Linked DNA regions of Sus scrofa: regions 2 and 3 are each linked to region 1. Evidence: chromatin contacts called from public Hi-C and HiChIP or PLAC-seq data. All regions are on one chromosome and are shown on one strand. Each heading gives the region's core, a stretch centred on a gene start, on an enhancer-like site or on the middle of the called end of the contact. The rest is flanking DNA. Distances are from core to core; before and after follow the strand shown. Region 1 holds the start of NR3C1 (nuclear receptor subfamily 3 group C member 1). Region 2 holds the start of YIPF5 (Yip1 domain family member 5). Region 3 holds the start of ARHGAP26 (rho GTPase-activating protein 26).

Region 1 (4,109 bases), core at 882-3,381:
GTTCTGCTTCGGCGAAGGTCTAGGTACGCTTCTCTTTTCCCAGGCGGCGAGCTTCGCTTCCTTTTCCAAGATGGCGGCCCCGGCGTCATCTGGGGGCGGCCCGTGCAGATTGCCTCCGGACAGGCGGCTTGCTGGTAGCCCAGTTCTCTCCTGTCACCTCAGATGACACACGGGGCAGCCTTCACGCCCTCAGAACCGAGGAGGGGTGACTTCGCCTGCCCGCGAGCGAGCATCTTGGCCGAGACGGGGGGCGCCCTGCCGGGCGGCGTCACCAGCCTTTACCAAGATGGCGGCGGGCGGCTTCCGGCACGCGCTCCCCCAATCCTCTTCCAGAAGTCGCGGCAGAGCGGCCGCCGCCGGGCCGAGCGCGGCGGGAGGCGAGAGGAGCAGCGGCCGAGCGCCAGGGGCAGGGCAGGGTGGAGCTGCGGCAGCCTCCGCCCCCGTCTGCAGCTGGCAAGCGCTGTCACCTGTGGGGGCGCAAAAGTTCCCTCCCCAAACCCTAAAGCCACACAGCACAACCTTTCCCCGAGTCACAAAAATCGTAATATGTGCGGCCCAAGGTAGGAGGCTCGGTCCCAAACGTTCCCAAGCCCTCTGGACGCGGCGGGCCGGGGAAGGGGGCTGGGGAGGGGGCCTCCCGCGCGGACACCCCTCACCGCACGCCCCTCTCTTTGGGGAAGGGCCACGTGTTTCCTTCGAGCCGAGGAGGAGGCGCCTAACGGGCACAGCTGGAAGGAGTTTAATGCTGACATTTTAAAGCTGCGTGTGTTCTGTTTTATTTGGAGGGGCAGGGGTCCCACGAACACGAAAGGGTGGGCGACGCTTTGAGGAGAGTGCAGCAAATGTCAAGATTCGGGGGCGAGGGGCCTCCACGGGAAACTTGGATGCGGGCCCTGGAGGGGGTGGAAAGAGAGGTCAGGAGTTGCGGGGTTGGCGGGGGGAGGAGGGTGTACTTTGCAAGCAACTTACTGTTTCGCCTGCAACTTGATTTGGGGCCTGCCACCTCCTGCTTTCCTTTAAAAAATAATTAAAAAGTGCAAAGAAATCTAGTTCGCCGGAGGTTTTGCATTTGGCGTGCAACTTCCTTCAAGTGTGAGCGCGCTAGGAGGGAGGGAGGGCGGGCTGGGGGTTGAACTTGGCAGGCGGCGCCTTCTTCTGCCGCCGCCGCCGCCTCGCAGACTCGGGGAAGAGGGTGGGGGACGGTCGGGGCGCGGGGGAGGGTGGGTTCTGCTTTGCAACTTCTCTCCGGGTGCGAACGAGCGGCGGCGGCTGCAGAGTGGGCCGCCCAGACGATGCGGGGGAGGGGGACCCTCCGGCACGCGACTCTCCCCGGGCCCAGAGTACGTATGCGCGGACCCCCTCCGCTCCCCGAAGCCTCCCCAGAGGGCGTGTCTGGCCTTCCAGTCCCGCAAGCGGCCGACGCGCTGCGGCACTGTTTCCGTGCAACCCCGCAGCCCCGTGTGAAGTGACACGCTTCGCACAGTTCGGCCCGGGGGCCACGGCGCGGACCACCCCCGCGGCTGTGCTGCGGGCCGCGCCCTGGCTCCCGCAGCCAGCCCGCTGTCACCCGCTGGGACGCCGGCGGCGGTGGCCGCCGAGGGACAGGGCGAACCCCGGAGTGGGTCCGGAGTCGCAGAGCTGGGCGGGGGCGGGAAGGAGCGGCGAAGAGAAACTAGAGAAACTCGGTTCCCTCCGGAGCCCGTCCCAGAAAGACCAGGTCGGCCGCCGCCGCCTCTTTTTTCCTGGGGCGGGGGGGGGGGTCGGGGGACGGGGATCGGCCCCGCGCGGCCGGAGGGCTGCCTGGGTGGGGGCCGTGCCTGGGGCCGCCGGCGTGCAGGCGCCGTCGCGGCCGGGGCGGCGGGGCGGGCGCGGAGGGCGTGGGGGCGGGGGCCACGGCCGCCCCTGCAGTTGCCGAGCGTCGCCAACAGGTTGCATCGTTCGCCGCCGCCGCCGCGCGGCCCCTCGGGCGGGGAGCGGCCGGGGGTGGAGTGGGAGCGCGTGTGTGTGCGAGTGTGTACGCGCCGTGGCGCCGCCTCCGCCCGCCCCCAGCTCGGTCCCGCTTGCTCGCCGCGGCCGGGCGGCCCTTTCGCGTGTCCGCGCTGCCTCCCCTCCTCCTCCTCCTCCTCCTCCATTTTGCGAGCTCGAGTCTGTGACGGGAGCCCGAGTCACCGCCCGCCCGTCGGGGACGGGTTCTCGTGGGTGGAAGGAGCCGCCGCGGCTGGAGCGGCTGGAGCGGCGGGGCGCCGGCAGCGAGGACGCGCGCCCGGGAGCCCCGGCCGGCGGAGCGGGGCGGGGGGCCGGCTTGTCAGCGGGGAAATGGGGGACTTTCTTCGCTAGGGGCCCTCCCCTCCCCCCATGGAGAAGGGGGCGGCTGTTTACTTCCTTTTTTTTTAAGAAAAAAAAAATCGCTCCCGCTCCTCCTGCTTTCACACGCTAAGTTGTTTATCTCGGCTGCGGTGGGAGCCGCGGACGGCGGCGGTGAGCGGCGCCGCGGGCAGAGGTAAGGGGAGGGGAGCGGCAGGCAGGACGGGCCGGGGCCGGGGCTGGGGCCGCGAGGGCGCTCGCCCCCCGAGGTGCGGGGCTGGGGCTCGGGGGCCGGCTCCCGGGCCGCCGCCGGAGCCTGCAAACTTTTATTAGCCGCGGGGAGTGGGGGTGGGGGCCAGCGAGGGCCCGGTGGTGGTGACGAAAGGGCAGCGGGCGGGTGACAGCGCTGGCCTCTTCCTCTCCCTGGGCCGCGGTCCCCGGGCCGGGCCGAGGGGGAGGAACCCGAGCTCGCAGCGAGTGGAGCCTCGTCGAGCCGCCCGGGTTTCCAGCCTCGGCTTCCCTGGCCAGGCGTCCTTGCCTCTGTGTGTTGGCCCCCACGTCCCTTTGCTTTTCGCTCCCAGGAGGGCCTCCCGGACATCCCCTTTGCGGGTGAACGCTGAGCCGCATCTGGATCCTACTCGCCCGAGTCTTTGCACTCCACCGAGAGCGCCCGAGCGCGAGCAGGGTCTGTGCCGAGGTGCCAGTGCGTCTCCCTGCTGGCGGGCGCTCAGGGTGTGTGTGTCTGTGTGTGTGCGCGCGTGGACACATGCGGGGGGCTGACAGCCTGCCCCTCGGAGACTTGGGCCGGGCTGGCGTTGTCTGGTGGAAGTGGGCGTGTCGGGGGAAGAACTCAACAGGTCTGCACACATTTCTCTTTGAACCCCGCACTTGCTTTCGCCCCCTCCTCCGAAGGTTTGTTCTTTGGCGCTCGGCATCCCTTCGCGTCTGACGTTTGGAAGCGGCCCCCTTTAGGAAAAGACCCTCCCCAGCCATACTCGCTGCGTGGTGCGGTTTGTGACACGCGCTGGTTTGTCGCTGGGAGATTGCAGACGTGGTAATTGCAGCCCTGTAATGCCACTTAAGACCCCTGGCCATGGTTCGTTAAGGCCGATTACTGGGACAGGGTTATTTGCAATGTAAACGGGGGTATTAGGTCCTTTGAGGGTTCGTTTCGTTTTATGGAGTATTGTTTTGGTTTCGAGTTTGAAGGCAGCTGTCAAAGCGGCCTGGAAATTCATTAGGCTCCAGTTGATTCGTGGTGTTTAGAGATCGTTATCAGGTAAAGGCGGCGGAGGGCGGGGAGATCAGCAATTCACCTTAAAGGTTTGTAGTGGCAAGTCCCCCACCTCGGTCTGCCCTGATCACTTTCCCGGAGGGCCAGTCAAGTTTGTGCTTCTTAAAGCCTCCGTTCAGGAAAAGATTTCCTTTCCTTGGATGGGATTTGACTGTAGTGTCGCAAACGTGCGTATCAAAGCCTTCGCCCGCCTCTTCCAACGTCTTGGTTGTTGAGGCTGCTCACAACCTAACTCTCCTGAGGATAGGCTCAGAATTAGGAGAAGTGAAGGTCTGGAATGCAGAGAAAATTATTCTGAGTATTTTTATTAGGTGTTACTTTACTGGGATTTATATGAATGTGATTCTGCGGTGTTTTTTTCCCTCTGTTTTTCAGTATTCCGATATTTGGAAAGGAAAAGTCTTCTTTTAGCGATTTAATGGTATTTCATACTGAGGGTTTTAAGCAGTTTAGAAACGTAATGTCGCTTCATCTAGATTTATGGTGTCTGAAGCTTGAGAGAGCTGTTTTT
Region 2 (4,109 bases), core at 1,016-3,515, 740 kb before region 1:
AAATTCTTTGGTGGAGTAGAAAATATCAAAGGGTAGCTTCCCGTTCATCTCTAGAGGACACTCCTTGGTTTTTTGGTTTGTAGCTGTGTCCTTTTGCCAGCTTTCTTGTTCCTTTGTTTGGTGCATTGGAGGGGAGTGTGTTTCCTTTCAGTTGTTTATTTTTACTTGTTTGTTTCATTTTGGGGAGGTGTGTGTGTTGAGAGAAAAGTTTTTATCAGTGACATTTTATTAGCCCTTTGGAAACTGATCCCAGAGCAATGGCCAGACTTCTTTTATGAAGACCATGGGATTTTGGTCCCAGCATGTAATGTAGGAGACTCATGATATAAATTTTAGTACTGTAAACCCTGGACTCACTTCTGATCATTGGTTAACACCAGGGCACTTGGCCTTAGGGCAGTCAGGATTCTCTCACTTTAAGAAAGCGATGCAACTTTCTTAAAAGTTAACAATCTAATCGTTTCACTCACTAGTTCATAACCTTCAGTGGTTTCCCTTTTTACAGCCAACACGGCAATTCCATGAGACACTCTATTCCCCAACCCTTGTCTGTAGCACTTGCCTACGCAGCTCGGCTCACTTGCTGCTCTAATCACCCTGTCTTCATTTAAACCAGTGATTTCCAAAATCTAATGTTGCCTGAGACATTTTTAGTTGTCACAAGGGTTGCGGGGGGAGGGGTTGCTGCTGATATCTAGGAGGTAGAGTTCAGAAATGCTGCTAAACGTCCTACAGTGCAGACAAAAAAAAAAAAAAAAAAAAAAAAAGAAAAGAAAAAAAATCATTTGGACCAAAATGTTAATAGTGCAGCGATGGAGAAACTGATTTATACCCTTCCTGCACCCTGTTTTCCCTAACCCCAGCCCTTGCACAGCGGCTCTCCCTGCCTGGAATATTTACACTTTTCTCTCTCCCGACTCTCCTTTCCTTTTCCTGTTGCGTTCTTTTCTAAGTCCTATTCACCCTTTTGATCATCACCTCTTCAGAGTGGCTTTCAAGATTCGTAGTCCCAGTTGAATACTACACCTTCCAAAGAATTACGGGGCGCTTAATATTAGTAACGATTTTATATGTATTTACACGTTTTATGAGCAATAGCAACTAGCTTGTATTCATCTTAATATTCCCTGAAGCTAGCATAGTTAGCACAGAGTTGATATTCAACGTCGCATTCAGTGTTATGAAATGAACATTTAACAGCCTCACCTATAAAAGGAGAGTAGCAGAGTAACCATTTCGTTAGTTTGTAATAAATAATACATAGACTCTAGCACGGTGCTTGAAAAGCAGTGAGTCCAGAGAGACCAGGGATCTGCAGCCGCGGTGCACAAGAGAAAGGCTCCGCTCCTTCCGCTGCAGCACCTACGCGCCTTCCCCCAGGAGCTCCGACTACAGAGCAAGGCTCCCTCCCAAGTGGCAACTAGCAACCGCGGCGCCTGCGCCTTTCTACCTTCGCCGCCGACCCAGCGGCCGGAAGTGTTCGCTCCTCTCATTGGCCCACCGCACTGCGCACGCTCCATATCGCGCCCTCGTACCCCCTCCCCCAACACGCTCTCGGTACTCCAGCCCCGGCCCCAAATCTGCCACCACGCCTGCGCGAGCGGGCGTGCCCCGGAAGCAGTTCTTTGGCCTCCTGACACGTAGCAACGGGGCCGGTACCGGGTCCTGAGCCGAGTTTGGGGGCTGCTGGGGGCTGCGGGAGCCACCGCCGCCGCCGCCGCGTTAGGTGAGTGTCCGGTTCCGTGGCGCAGTGTTCGGCTTCTCCCCGCACCGGGGCAGCGCGGCTTATGGCCGCCTCTCGGCGCCGCGCCCGGGTCCTTTCGCCCAGCCCCTCGCCCCTTCTCCGGCTGTGCGGAGACGCGGCCGCTGCCGCTCCGGCGCCGTCTTCCAGCAGCTTGCGTTTCCCCGGCAGGCCCAGCCGTATTTTGCAAGGAGGCAGTCGTGTTGTCGGCTGTAAAGCCCTGTCCCAATGTGAGGAATCAGTCCTCTTTGTCACTGGTGGTATTTTAGGCCCCACGGAGCCACTCCTCCTCCCACGTCCCGGCCCCAGCCCCTGCTCCAAGGCGTACCAGCTCCTTGAAATGAGGTGTCTTCCCGGCCTTGACCTAGAGACCCGACCCACCCTCCCAGTGTTGCTCCCTGGACTTCTAGAACGAGTATTTGCTGCCTTGGGAGGATATTTGCTTAAGTGTCAGGACCGAATTTAGGAGGGCCTTGCACATACACAGTCTTCGCTGTTTCTTTTCTATTGCAGAGCATCTGCCATGTCAGGCTTTGAAAACCTAAACACGGATTTCTACCAGACGAGTTACAGCATCGATGACCAGTCACAGCAAACCTATGACTATGGAGGAAGTGGAGGACCCTATAGCAAGTAACTTTTCAACTTTGCCATTTATTTAGTCACGGTTGTAGTGAGACCGTGTACCCCAGGTGTTTAATTCTGCTAAGACTGAATGTGTGAACATGTTCTTTATCAGGATCGTGACTTCTCATACTCTTCCTGCCTCTGGAGAGATCGGTGACTCTCGTTCGGTTTGGAAGGGGTTGCTCTATTTTAGTTTGGTATCTTCTGCCAAGTTTTCAGGTGTGACACGAATGGAAAAGTGGATTGTTGAAGAACCTTTTCCTAGTGACAGTATTTGTGTATCATTTAAGATAGGGATAGGAGCTTTAAGAACTTGGAAGATAGGCTGTTTAATCCACTGACCTAGGTAAAAATGAAACCCTTTGATGACCTGTTTAGCGGTTAAATCAGTCCAGCTTTCAGTCTTGATATATCAAGTGTTAGTGAAAGCGCTCGGTGACACTGCTGAAGGGTCTAAGTTCCCTACTGTGAATCATCAGGTGGTTTTCATGTAGCAGAATTGATAATCAGTTTTATTACTCTTCATCCCAAGACTTGATGGTCAGTACACACAAGTTGCCAGTTGTAGGTAGAAGAGGGAGACTCAAAACCTTTCAACCCTAAACTGTTGAAAACAAAACATAAAAACAAAACCTGATTTTTTTCTAGTCCCTGGTGTTTGTGGCAAAAAACAAAACCCCCCCCCCCAAACCTGAAGGCTTTCTATCAGTCTCCTCTAGGACATCATATTCTTACTTTCTTAGGACCTTAATCTTTTCAGCCCCCCCAATCCAGTGAAGGAGTTTCGTACAAGGGGTGACTTAAGATTTTGTACAACTCCCTCGAGACTCTTATGAGAACTGCCAGCCTATTTCTGAGAGATCCTTGCATACAGGCACCCACACTAATGTGCGTATAATGTCTGTACAGTTCATGTGTATCTCTGTGTTTCTGTGAACCTGAATTAAAACTCTCATGAAGACGCCCAGGATGAGGGCAAGGGACAGGTGTGTGTCCAGTCTGAGGCAAGCATTAGTACCAGAATGTGTTTGCATTAAAACATCTGAATGAAGGTGCCCAAGAATTTTAAAAAGCAAAAATCAAATTCAGCCCAGTGGTGTGACTTGTTTTGTACAGGCTGTACTTGCTACAACTTCTAGACCCCTGGAATCTTCTGAATTCCATGTATTCTAAAGCTTTTCTACCCCTAAAGCGTAGCCCCTTGAAGAGTGGGAGTGAGCATGTGAAAAACACTATCTGTGAATCACTTCTTTTCTTTCTGTTAAAGTCTCAATTATATGCCATTGAAGATTTACCTTTTTGTCAGTTAATTGGACAGAATTAGAAAAATCATGTTGCGAAACTTCCATTCATTTATCTAAATACGTATTTTTTGTGATCTTGAGAGTGCAGATAACTCTAAGACTGGCCAGAGTGCTGTAACAGGGCTTTGGGAAAGTTGCCTCTGTGTGTAGGCCTGTTTTTAACCAAATGACACTGATGTTTGGACTCAGCAGAACAGTTCTAGTTCGATTGCAGCATCCCAGGTTTATCCGTCTTTGCCTTTCCTCCCCATGTTTCTTTCTTTTTGTCTGTGTTTGCATCTCTTAAAGGTGTGAGTTATTTTTTCATCCCTCTTAGCATCATTGCACTTCAGTTTTCCACAGAGCGGTTGTTTGCATATTCTTTTTTTTGTTGTTTGCATATTCTGTTGCCAGCTATTCTCACAATTCCATTCCACATCTTGTCCCAGCAAGCATGT
Region 3 (4,109 bases), core at 887-3,386, 630 kb after region 1:
AATATCTAGCACAGAGCAGGCACTCCAAACGTTTGCAGAATAAAGCAGAGGCCCAAGTAAAGCCAGCCTGAGAGTCAACCAAAATGCGTGGTCCCAACCTGTAAGTGGGACCCTAACTTACTCCAAACCAGGGGTCACACATTCCCTGAACCAAGGGTGGCCTTGGTCTCCATGCATATGCTTCAGTCTCAGCCTCCAGCAGAGTCCCTGTCACTGAGGAGCTATTAATCTCACCAAAGTTCTATGTTTATTTCATCCCCAAAAGATGGGCACTTGTTGCCCTGGGGCTCCCCTGGCTCCCTCTTCATTTTTAGAAGCAAGAGCTCCCCAAGTGACACCTCAGGCACTTGACTTTAAATCTCCTTTAAAGAGGCTTGGGGCGGATTCTCAGAGCTAGGGCCCCCCTAATTTGCCAAGGCAAGCTTTCTTAGCTGAAAGATATCACTACTAAGATAGGAAGAGGAAAATCAACGATAGTTCCACTATCTCCCTTTATGTTATTCCTGATTCTCAAAACTAAAAGATGGACGGAGACTATTTTTATATGGGTAGACTGAAAAAGCACCCCCCCAAAAAAAATCTCAATGATCCTAGAGCACCCTTGTTTGGCCAGGAGATAAGGCTGGCTCTGCAAAAGACATGGGGAATCATACAGAGAAGGCAAATTTCATTTCTCCCCTGCCAAAAGGCAATTCGCAAAAATGGGTTTACAAAAGGTTCGAGAATCTTTAAGGCTGACTTTAAACTTCTCCATTCTGAGCGGGGAGGGGCGGGGGCGGCGCTGAGGCACTTCCTTCTCAGACCTTCGAGTTTTCAAGGATATTGGGAGAGGTAACAAGGAGAGCGAGGGAACGGCAGAGGGAGAGAGCGCGGATATGTTCGTTCTATTTTTAAACCCTCGCCCACAGTTTAGAGTAAAGGAACACTCTGATTCTGTACTCCCACCCTTATCACCTTCTGCTAAACACAAGAAGCAGAACCTGCACACGTACGTGGCCCTGACTCTACATCTGGGGCTTACAGGCTGCCAATACGCCCAAGAATCGGGAGCTGACCATCCCACCCAGCCCTTCACCGGGCAGCGGCTGTGCCTTTCGGAGAACCCGGCGGCCCTAAGCAGGCTGGAGCTGTGTCCAGGGGGCACATCAGGCACAACCCGCCCTGTCCCGAGGGGAGGCAGCGCCCCCTTGGACCGGCCCGCTCTATTCCCACGGCTGGGCGCCCAGGGGTAGGCAACTCTTCTCCCAGGGAGCCGGAGTGGTGGACGCCAAGGGCTTTCCCAACGGGCTGCGGCGCGCCAGGCATTCCCGTCCCACGCCCGGGACACCTGTGTGCCGCGCACCCACCCTCGGCGCCCCCAGCGCCACTGGCGCTCGGTCACCTCCGGACCACCCCAGAACGCAAGCGACCAGACGGCAGATCTCCTTCCTCATCGAACCGTTGCTAGCTCGCCCATTTTACGCATCCTCCCCGCCTCATTACAAGCATCCACACCGGTCCCCCGGCGCCCGGGAGACAGAAATCCAGCTGGGCGCGAGACCCCCAGAGCTCAGCGCCGCCCGAGGGCCCCTTCCCCCCCGGGTCACCGTCCCTGTCGGGCTAGGGGCACTTACTCTTGAGCGCGCTGATGAGTGACTTCCCGTCCTTGATCAGCTCCTTGATGAATTTGTTGGTCTTGTCCAGCTCCGCTTCGTGCGACTTGAGCGTCTCTCGGAAGTGCGGGCTGTCGAGGCAGCAGTCGCTGAATTCTAGTGCGGGGAGCCCCATGGTGCCCACCGCGCCCAGCCAGGGAGCGAGACTCCCCCGGGGCCCCGGCGGCCCACGGCCCGGAGCACGCACGCGGCGGGACCCGGGCCGGCACCCTCGACGGCCGCCGGCTCCACAGGTGTGGCGCCGGCTCGCCTTCCGCGCGGTGTCGGCAGGCGCGCACGACTCCCGAGCCGAGCCGGGACCCGGAGAAGGGCGGCTGCTCCGGCGGCGTGCAACTGAGCGGCCGGCGAGCAGGAAGCGCAGCGGCGGACCCGAGGCAGCGCGGGGAAGCGAACGAGCAGTCGAGCGAAGGCAGCCGCCGCCTCGCCAGCTCCCCGCCTCCTTTGCTTGTTCGCTTTCCAGCAGCCTCGAGCGCCCTCTCACAGCAGCCTCCGCCGCCCAGCCGGCGTCCGGGCCGAACGAACCTGCTAGCGATGACCTAATCCCAGCCGGACCAATCAGCGCCCCGCCTCAGCCCGACCCCCCGGCCTCCAGGGGACGCCCGGCCCTTCCGCGGCCATGACCCAATCAGCGGGGCCTAGAGGCGTGGTCTGGGCTAGGGGGCGGGCCCACGACACCGCCTAGGTCCGCAACGCAAGCTCCGCCCTCTCCCGCCCGCGCGGTGTTGCAGACCCGGAGCCCAAAGGGTGAGCCCTGCAGCTTGAGCCCCAGTCACCCAGGACCTTGCCTGCCTACTGCAACCCGAATCCCAGTCCGAGATGGTGCGTCTGCAGGCCTGGGGAGTGGAGGAGCCTAGATGTGCTGAGCGTGAAAAATCTGGGAATTTAGGGCTGCAGTTCCCCTCCCACTGCAGGCAATCGAGCTTGCACACAAAATGCAGCCCCTGCCCCGGGAGGACCTCGAGTGCACCAAGCGATCACGTCGCCCCTAGGCACACGCTCCTTCTTCCAGTCGGGCAGAAAATATTTGCATCTTAAAATTACCAGCGCTTCTTGCCTGCAGTCTTCCCGCCCCCTACAGTCCGGCCACTCCCGCTCAAAACCCGCCCACGGCTACCCCCAGCAGAAGAATCTAACATCCTTATGAGAGTTTCAGCTGCCTGTTGTTTTTCTACTGGGTACCTAACACAATTTTACATAATTACGTCCACTGCCTCTCGTCCTACGCTGCACAGTGAGCTTCACGAGCGCGAGCCAACGCAGTTTTCTTGTGCGCTGCGGCATCCCTGACACCTAGAGCAGGGAATGGCATTTAATAAAAGATACTGGGTGGGAGCAGTTTCCCAGGGCTACCTGAGATGCTGTCTCCTGGGCTTAAGTCCTAATTTCACCCCAAATAAAGCTTAACTCTGAAAAAAAAAAAAAGATACTGGGTACTTACCATGTGTGCTAGGGCGATTGATAAACATCTGTGGAATAAATGAATTGATCCTTTCTCGTGTCCCTCTCCCTCCCACCCCCCAATGCATTGCCCTGTTGCCCTTCCGTTCCATCATAGGAATTAATCCAAGCAGTTCACTCACTGCCCTCTCGTCAGGCTGGATCCCAGTGTCTAGTGCTGAACTGTGAACTCCTAGAGGAAAGGGACTGTCCTTGAATAAATTATCTGTATGTCTAGGAATTAGCAGCCCTCCAGTTAGATGGTTTGGTGTGTGCGTGTTTTGCTTTTTACATAACTGCTATATGCAAGCACTAGGTTAAAAGCAAAGATGGATAGCACAGAATGAACTTGACTGCTGCTGGTTAGTGGGAGAGACAGAGAAGAGCAATGGCAAAGCTGCGTGGTAAGTCAAGATGAAAGGCCTGGGTGCTTGGGAACATGGACAAGGGAGCCAGAGAAGGCATCTATATTGAGATTACATGCATAAATGAATGAATGAATGTGATATTTGCCAGTTGTAGCTATAAATTTAGACTTGATAGGAGGCCCAAACAGCTATCAGATGGGTAATTAAAACCCTGAAAATAGTTATCCCTCAGTTGCCAAGAATGAGAAAGATCTGGAATGGAAATTCCAAGAAACTAAATCTGTTTAATCCTATATCTTGAGCACTTAAAAGTAGGTATTCTGGCTCTAAAGTGGTATTATAACACACATCACACCAAAATTTAATGGACTGAAACAACTACGATCATTTTATTTTCTCTCGTAATCTCTGTGGGTCCGGAGTTTGGGGGCATAGCTTGGCTGGGTGATTCTGGCTTCCGGTCTGGCATGTGTTTGCAGTCGGATGGTAACAGAAGCATCTCCCTCTCTTCGAGTGGCCTCAGAGCTTCACTGTGTGGTCCCTCTCCGTGGTCTAGTTGAGTTTCCTCATTGCATGGTGGCCTCAGGACCCCAGTGTGAAACTTCCAGCTCCTCAGAGGAAAGCAGAAACACCTTTCAAGACCTAGCCTTGG

What was found. A called contact is a pair of places that touch in the nucleus more often than the background predicts. HiChIP or PLAC-seq counts read pairs in DNA pulled down with a chosen protein or histone mark.
Region 2: a Hi-C map of embryonic fibroblasts shows a contact between it and region 1, with 2.0 times the contacts expected there. The contact joins the promoter of YIPF5 here to the promoter of NR3C1 in region 1. A contact is called at or near these places in 1 of 5 promoter capture datasets (liver) and 3 of 47 Hi-C or Micro-C datasets (embryonic fibroblasts, fetal skeletal muscle and liver).
Region 3: an H3K27ac HiChIP or PLAC-seq map of alveolar macrophages shows a contact between it and region 1. The contact joins the promoter of ARHGAP26 here to the promoter of NR3C1 in region 1. A contact is called at or near these places in 1 of 47 Hi-C or Micro-C datasets (embryonic fibroblasts) and 1 of 2 datasets of contacts at active chromatin or transcription factors (alveolar macrophages).

Annotation. Positions count from the first base shown.
Region 1 is chr2:144,927,719-144,931,827 of Sscrofa11.1, reverse strand. NR3C1 (nuclear receptor subfamily 3 group C member 1) reads left to right here and starts at 2,131. Exons shown (of 10, transcript NM_001008481.1): 1 at 2,131-2,500.
Region 2 is chr2:145,666,087-145,670,195 of Sscrofa11.1, reverse strand. YIPF5 (Yip1 domain family member 5) reads left to right here and starts at 2,265. Exons shown (of 5, transcript NM_001077225.1): 1 at 2,265-2,374. The coding sequence starts at 2,265. LOC110259671 reads right to left here and starts at 2,259. Exons shown (of 3, transcript XM_021085167.1): 1 at 2,221-2,259; 2 at 1,207-1,961. The coding sequence starts at 2,259.
Region 3 is chr2:144,299,278-144,303,386 of Sscrofa11.1, reverse strand. ARHGAP26 (rho GTPase-activating protein 26) reads right to left here and starts at 2,136. Exons shown (of 23, transcript XM_021085449.1): 1 at 1,614-2,136. The coding sequence starts at 1,767.